Linked DNA regions of Sus scrofa: region 2 is linked to region 1. Evidence: chromatin contacts called from public HiChIP or PLAC-seq data. All regions are on one chromosome and are shown on one strand. The core of a region is the stretch at or near the end of the contact, and the rest is flanking DNA. Distances in the headings are between cores, read along the strand shown. Region 1 holds the start of GLYATL2 (glycine N-acyltransferase-like protein 2). Region 2 overlaps LPXN (leupaxin).

Region 1 (2,758 bases), core at 131-2,630:
TTACCAGGCATAAAAAAGAAGCAGGAAAATATGATCCACAATGAGGAGAAAAATTAGTGAAAAGGAACAGATCCAGAAGTGGACACAGCTGACAGAACTAGGAGACGAGAATATTAAGACAGTTATTACCTTAGACGTCTGGCCAAATAAAGTGCCAGGGACCGGATTTACCCTCCAGTCTGAAAGCAAAACGGACAAAAGTAGGCAAAATCGATGGAACAGTAACTTCCAAGGAACTTACATGCGCCCCCCTCCCTCCCTCCAAAGCCCCACCGCACCTCGGTTGGAACAGCTACCTAGACTATCTCAAAGCCTTTCCAGGTGTAAAACTCTTGAGGCTGGGGAGTGGTTTACCACAACGGGAGGATGCCTCAGTCCCTCTCCCTCCAAAACCTCCTAGGATCTGGACTGAGATCCTTCTAGCTAGCGCCCTTGACAACCATCCCCTAAGAACTCCCACCGGAGGAGCCACTCACAGAAGCTGTGAATCTGCCCCAACAGTGTCTGTGCCAGCCTTGCTGGGATCCAGAAGAGGGGCGATGACGGCGCTTCGCTGAGGCTTCCTGGAATGTTCACCCTAGCAAGTGAAAGCGAGCAATGCGCCAGGGAGTAGACCGTCGGGCGGGAAGCTGCAGAGGCTGTCTGCGCTCTTCCGACAGACACTCATCCACTTTGGAAGCCGATTGGCCGATTCCGGCCTCTGAGCGGGTGCCAGAAAAAGATGGGTGTGGACTGCATCACGCGGGGTAACGGGGAGAGACGTGCCCAGCCGCGCAGATGGCCGTGATTACCCCGCCCCGGTCCTGTTCATCCATTCCCTTCCCACCCTAGGTCCACAGCCAGCTTCCTTGTTCCGGGTCAAACTTGGAGCAGTTATTTCCCTTCATCCCTGCCCGCCAAATCTGCATCTATTGTAGTCGGGAGAGTTGCTGAGCTAGCGAGGGGCGGTAGAGGGAGGAGCGTTCTGCCCGAGGGTCAAATTACACAGTGGCGGCTTGGGGTGGGAACGGTGAGCCCCGGAGTCGGAAGAGCAGGCCCAACAGCCTGGTCGCTGAAGCTGAGTGAGCGGCCATCGCATCCCCTCAGCCACTCCAGGATGGGCAGCAGCAGTGGACTGAGCTTCCCAGGAGAGGCTCCTGGCCCGGAACCTGCGGGGTTGTGGCCGTACACTTCGCCAGCTTCCAGCGCATGAAGTGGCCCAAAGCAGGCGGCAGACTTGGTGTCCCCCGCAAAAGTGACAACTTCATCTAGAGGCTGTTGCACAGAAACTCTCCAACCAGGAGGAAGAGACCAGCAGCTGCCCTCTCGGTTCCCAGAACGTGCATTAGAAATTTCCAGTCCTAAGGGGGCTGCAGCGTTACCCATCTTCCAACTGATGACCAAAAAGTGGGCTTGAGAAAACATTTTACCGTTTAAGAAACTGAACAGGAGGGGGTGCCTTCGTTTTGGATGCTATTTTTGAGAAGCTGGTCAAAGAAGGGGAAAATAGAACTGGTAGGTGATGAGTAACCCTTCCTTTTGAAGTAGAATGGATGTTTATGTAAAGACTGATGGTGTTGGGATACTACTGACAGCTTTTCTGGACTTAATGTAAACTATATACAGAGCAACTGTGATCATTGTTTAAATTCCAGGTGCTCAGTGGGGTTTGGACAGAGTGAACCTTAGAAGTGTAATTGTAAAAATAATATGAAAAGGCTGGAAGAAAAGAGAAAAACTATGATAATTTGATCAAATCACGGCTCTTCTTTAAATCATCTTAAAGTGGTACAAGTGACCGGTACTAACATACACAGAAGGAGGACAAATTTTTGCCCAAGGGGACTTGCTGATTCTCATTTCTTTGTAGACTGGAGATGTTAAAAAAAAGTTATGAAAAGTAAGAGGCGTAGGGGAGGGTGCTGTTGATGTTGCCTGATGTTTCTGAGGACGGAGAATTTGTCCTGGAAAGGATCATAACTTCAGGAGTACTCGTATTTGCCATGGTCACTAAGCAAACTGTAGGTTACGTTAAGGAGTCTGGATTTTATTACAAATGTGAGATTTATTCTAAACAGAGAGTTTGAAGCAAGGGAGTCATATAATCTGATTTTTAAAAAAATCACTGGCAGCTATAAGGGCGACAAACTCTGGGGGACAAGAGTAGATACAGAAGGAGAAAGCGATGAGGGGGAGGTTACCCCAGGTTTCCAGAGATGTGGTAGGGGCAGGCTGCAGTGGTAGTGATGGAGGGGCGAATGCTGTTTTGATGCTGCATTGATTTTGAAGGGCACGTCCACCGGTTTTGTTTATGGATGGGAAGTTCAGGAAAGCAGAGAAAAAGAGGGCTCAGTGATGATTCCTGGGCTTTTGAATGGAGCAACCTGAGCAAGGATAAAGTCTCCATTAACTGGTATGGGAGATCCCAGGCAGGAGGTGTTTCTTCTTCTGCTGCTGCTGCCGCCGCCGCGTGTGTGTGTGTGTGTGTGTGTGTGTGTGTGTGAATTCTGCTTTGACATGTTGATTTAAAGATCCTAATCCATTCCAACTGTGTGACGAGGAGTGAAGTAAAAGCAATCACATTCAATATATGATAGTGAGTCCCCAGGGAGGGTCAGGAAGGGACAGAAGACTGAACATGCCAAGGAATAACATAGACCAAAGTGAAAGAGAGAGAGAGAGACAGAGAAACTTGGACTTATGATGGTAACGATGTTGGCCATTCACTGACAAGTCTATTTGAGGTGCTGTGAAAAGGAAGAGGCAAAAAAAGAATTCA
Region 2 (2,758 bases), core at 133-2,632, 270 kb after region 1:
GAGAAATGCTAATAAACACAGGAACGTCCCATATGAAAACGAGCCCAAACCAAAGCCGTTTTCCTCTACATCTGACGCTGTGATTGGCTGATGGCATGCAATACTGACTTATTGACACCTTCTCCTCTGCAGTCCAACTCTTTGGTCTATTTCCCATCAAACCCCTTTCTCCCTCTTTCACTCTGCTCTGTATTCTGGGGGAGCTGACTCCTGGAGGTTGGGTTTTCTAGGCTCCAGAGTTTGTTGGCTCTCACTGGCTTCCATCAATGGGAGACACTGTAGAGAGACCAGAGGGTGAAAGGCAGGGAAATTTAGGGCACTTGCACCCCCACTTTCTCTCTCACCACAGTGTCTCTGTCAGCAGGTGTATCTCCTGTTATGGCTTCATTTGTAGAAAAGCAGGTCTGCTGTGGTTCCAGTTTATGCCCGTAGCCCTGGGCTCCTGGGCTCTGGTAATTCTGCCTCTTTGTTCGGTCCCTTTGGCCTAATGGCTTCCTGCTGTAGCTAATCGCGGGGTTCCCTCAGTGTTTTCTGTTTGCTTCTTAGCGCTCCCATCACCTGTGTAATCGAATTTCTGGATTAAGTTCTTTCTGTTTACCCCCAGTGTTTGCATTTCCTGAGAGGACCTCGATTTGATATACTTACCATGGCTGAGTGATACTTACTGCATAGATCTGTGTGGGAGGGTGATAGGAGATCCAGGTGACCTGGTAAATATGTAACCGGCTGATACAAATCCGAGGCTGGTATAATTCAGAGCCTACAAGGCTCCCCTGTACAGATAGAGCCTGAGACTCAGAAACAGAGATTCCTGCAGTCTGTCTCTACCATTTCCTCTGGCTTGCTTAAATTTAACCAAACATTGCTTTCAACCATGAAAATCTATTCAATACCAGTTGTGAACATGGTGATATGATAATATTTAGGAATGTCCCTTTTACACAAAAATAATTTTGGTAAGAGTAGGGGTGAATTATTTCATAAAAATATTGCAGAGGAAAGAAGGGGAAAAGATGAAGCCCCTCACTTGAGAAGTCTGGATTCTTTTTTTTTTTTTTCCTTTTTGTCCTTTTTTAGGGCTGCACCCCACGGCATATGGAGGGTCCCAGGCTAGGGGTCGGACCAGAACTGTAGCAGCCGGCTACTTAACCCACTGAGCAAGGTCAGGGATCGAACCGCAACCTCATGGTTCTTATTTGGATTCGTTTCCGCTGCTCCACGACGGGAACTCCGTGAAGTCTGGATTCTTTTACGTGCATCTCTTGTATTTGTGTTATTAAAATCTCTGAGTAATGAAGTTGTTGCTGATAGCATTGCTAAGCACCCTCACTATCTTCGGGAGGTCAGGGGACAAATCATAAAGGCTCTGCCTTGAGGTTTCTCTCTTCTCAAAAACATTTCCTGTCATGATGTAATCATCAACTCTTCAAGGTCTCTCACTTAGTAATTAGAAGTTTACACTGTTGAAGTTCCTGTCGTGGCTCAGCAGAAATGAATCTGACTAGTATCCATGAGGATGCAGGTTCGATCCCTGGCCTTGCTCAGTGGGCCTGGGATCTGGCACTGTGGGTGAGCTGTGGTGTAGGTTGTAGACGTGGTAGCTTGGATCCCATGTTGCCATGGCTGTGGTGTAGGCCAGCAGCTGTAGCTCCAATTCGACCCCTAGCCTGGAACCCCCATATGCTTTGAGTATAGCCCTAAAAAGACCAAAAAAAAAAAAAAGAAGAAGCTTACACTGTTGACTCAATTACACTTAACGATGTTATGACAATGATCCATTTCTCTTTATACCCTGCACTAGGAGTCTAGTTAGGAACCAGTGAGAGTTCTTTCAATAAGTAACAAGTATGCCACCAACTGTGAGAAGGATAAGCTATTAGGATTATACGGACCCATATAAGAAACAACATTTAGAAGTTCCTGTTGTGGCTCAGCAGTTAAGAACCTGACCAGCATCAATGAGGATGCGGGTTTGAGCTCTGGCCTCGCCCAGTCAGTGAGTTAAGGATCCAGCGTTGCCAAGAGCTTCAGTGTGGGTTGCAGGCGTGTCTCAGATCTGGTGTTGCGGTGGTAGCTGTGGTGTAGGCCGGCAGCTGCAGCTCCGATTTGACCCCTTGTTCCAGGAAATTCCATATGCCACCGATGTGGCCCCCTACCAAAAAAAAAAAAAAAAAAAAAAAAAAGAAAGAAAGAAACTACATGCAGTGTCCACTGGGGCACAACACAGTCCTGCTGCTTTTGTATTTCTAAGGCGCACTCCTATGCCAGCACTCACTAAAGGATCATGACTGGAAAGCGCTGTGCCAGAGGCTCCTCTGCGCTTTGTTGGAAGTGCCCAAGGACTAAATCAATCACTTGCATACCTGACCATTTTTGTGCTTAAATTCTCCCTCCAGAAAATGAACGTACAAACAAAAGACCCAGTTTCAAACTTTGGTCTGGCAGGAGGCCATGTTGCACCTAAAAGGTAAACGCTTTTCAGAGGGGAAACTATCCACTTTCCTCCTACATTTCTCTTGTTAAATACTCCAGTGTGAGTCAGTAGCAGGCCATGTCGTACCCAAGAGACAGTCCTTTTTTTCTTTTCTTTTTTTTTCCCCCCTTTTTTGGCCGTCCCACACATATGGAGTTCCTGGAACAGGAATCAGGAGATGAGATCTGAGTCGCAGCTGTGGCAGTGCTTAACCCCCTGTGCTGGGCCGGGGATTGAACCTGCGTCCCCAGTGCTCCAGAGACACTGCCAATCCCGTTGCACCAC

The links. HiChIP or PLAC-seq counts read pairs in DNA pulled down with a chosen protein or histone mark.
Region 2: a contact with region 1 is called in an H3K27ac HiChIP or PLAC-seq map of alveolar macrophages. The contact joins the enhancer-like site here to the promoter of GLYATL2 in region 1. A contact is called at or near these places in 1 of 5 promoter capture datasets (liver), 9 of 47 Hi-C or Micro-C datasets (alveolar macrophages, blood, embryonic fibroblasts and 5 more) and 2 of 2 datasets of contacts at active chromatin or transcription factors (alveolar macrophages and skeletal muscle).

Annotation. Positions count from the first base shown.
Region 1 is chr2:12,278,713-12,281,470 of Sscrofa11.1, forward strand. GLYATL2 (glycine N-acyltransferase-like protein 2) reads left to right here and starts at 1,381. Exons shown (of 8, transcript XM_005660879.3): 1 at 1,381-1,494. It overlaps FAM111B (protein FAM111B), which reads right to left and starts at 674. Exons shown (of 4, transcript XM_003353861.3): 1 at 477-674; 2 at 130-179.
Region 2 is chr2:12,548,914-12,551,671 of Sscrofa11.1, forward strand. All of the region lies in intron 3 of LPXN (leupaxin), which reads left to right. Among named protein-coding and RNA genes, the nearest start is that of LPXN, 16 kb to the left of the region's middle. Within about 2 kb of position 1,383, at least 16 of the 83 cell types and tissues checked have an H3K27ac peak or open chromatin away from gene starts, as enhancers often do. A contact at or near this core is called in alveolar macrophages and retroperitoneal adipose tissue, where this site is marked.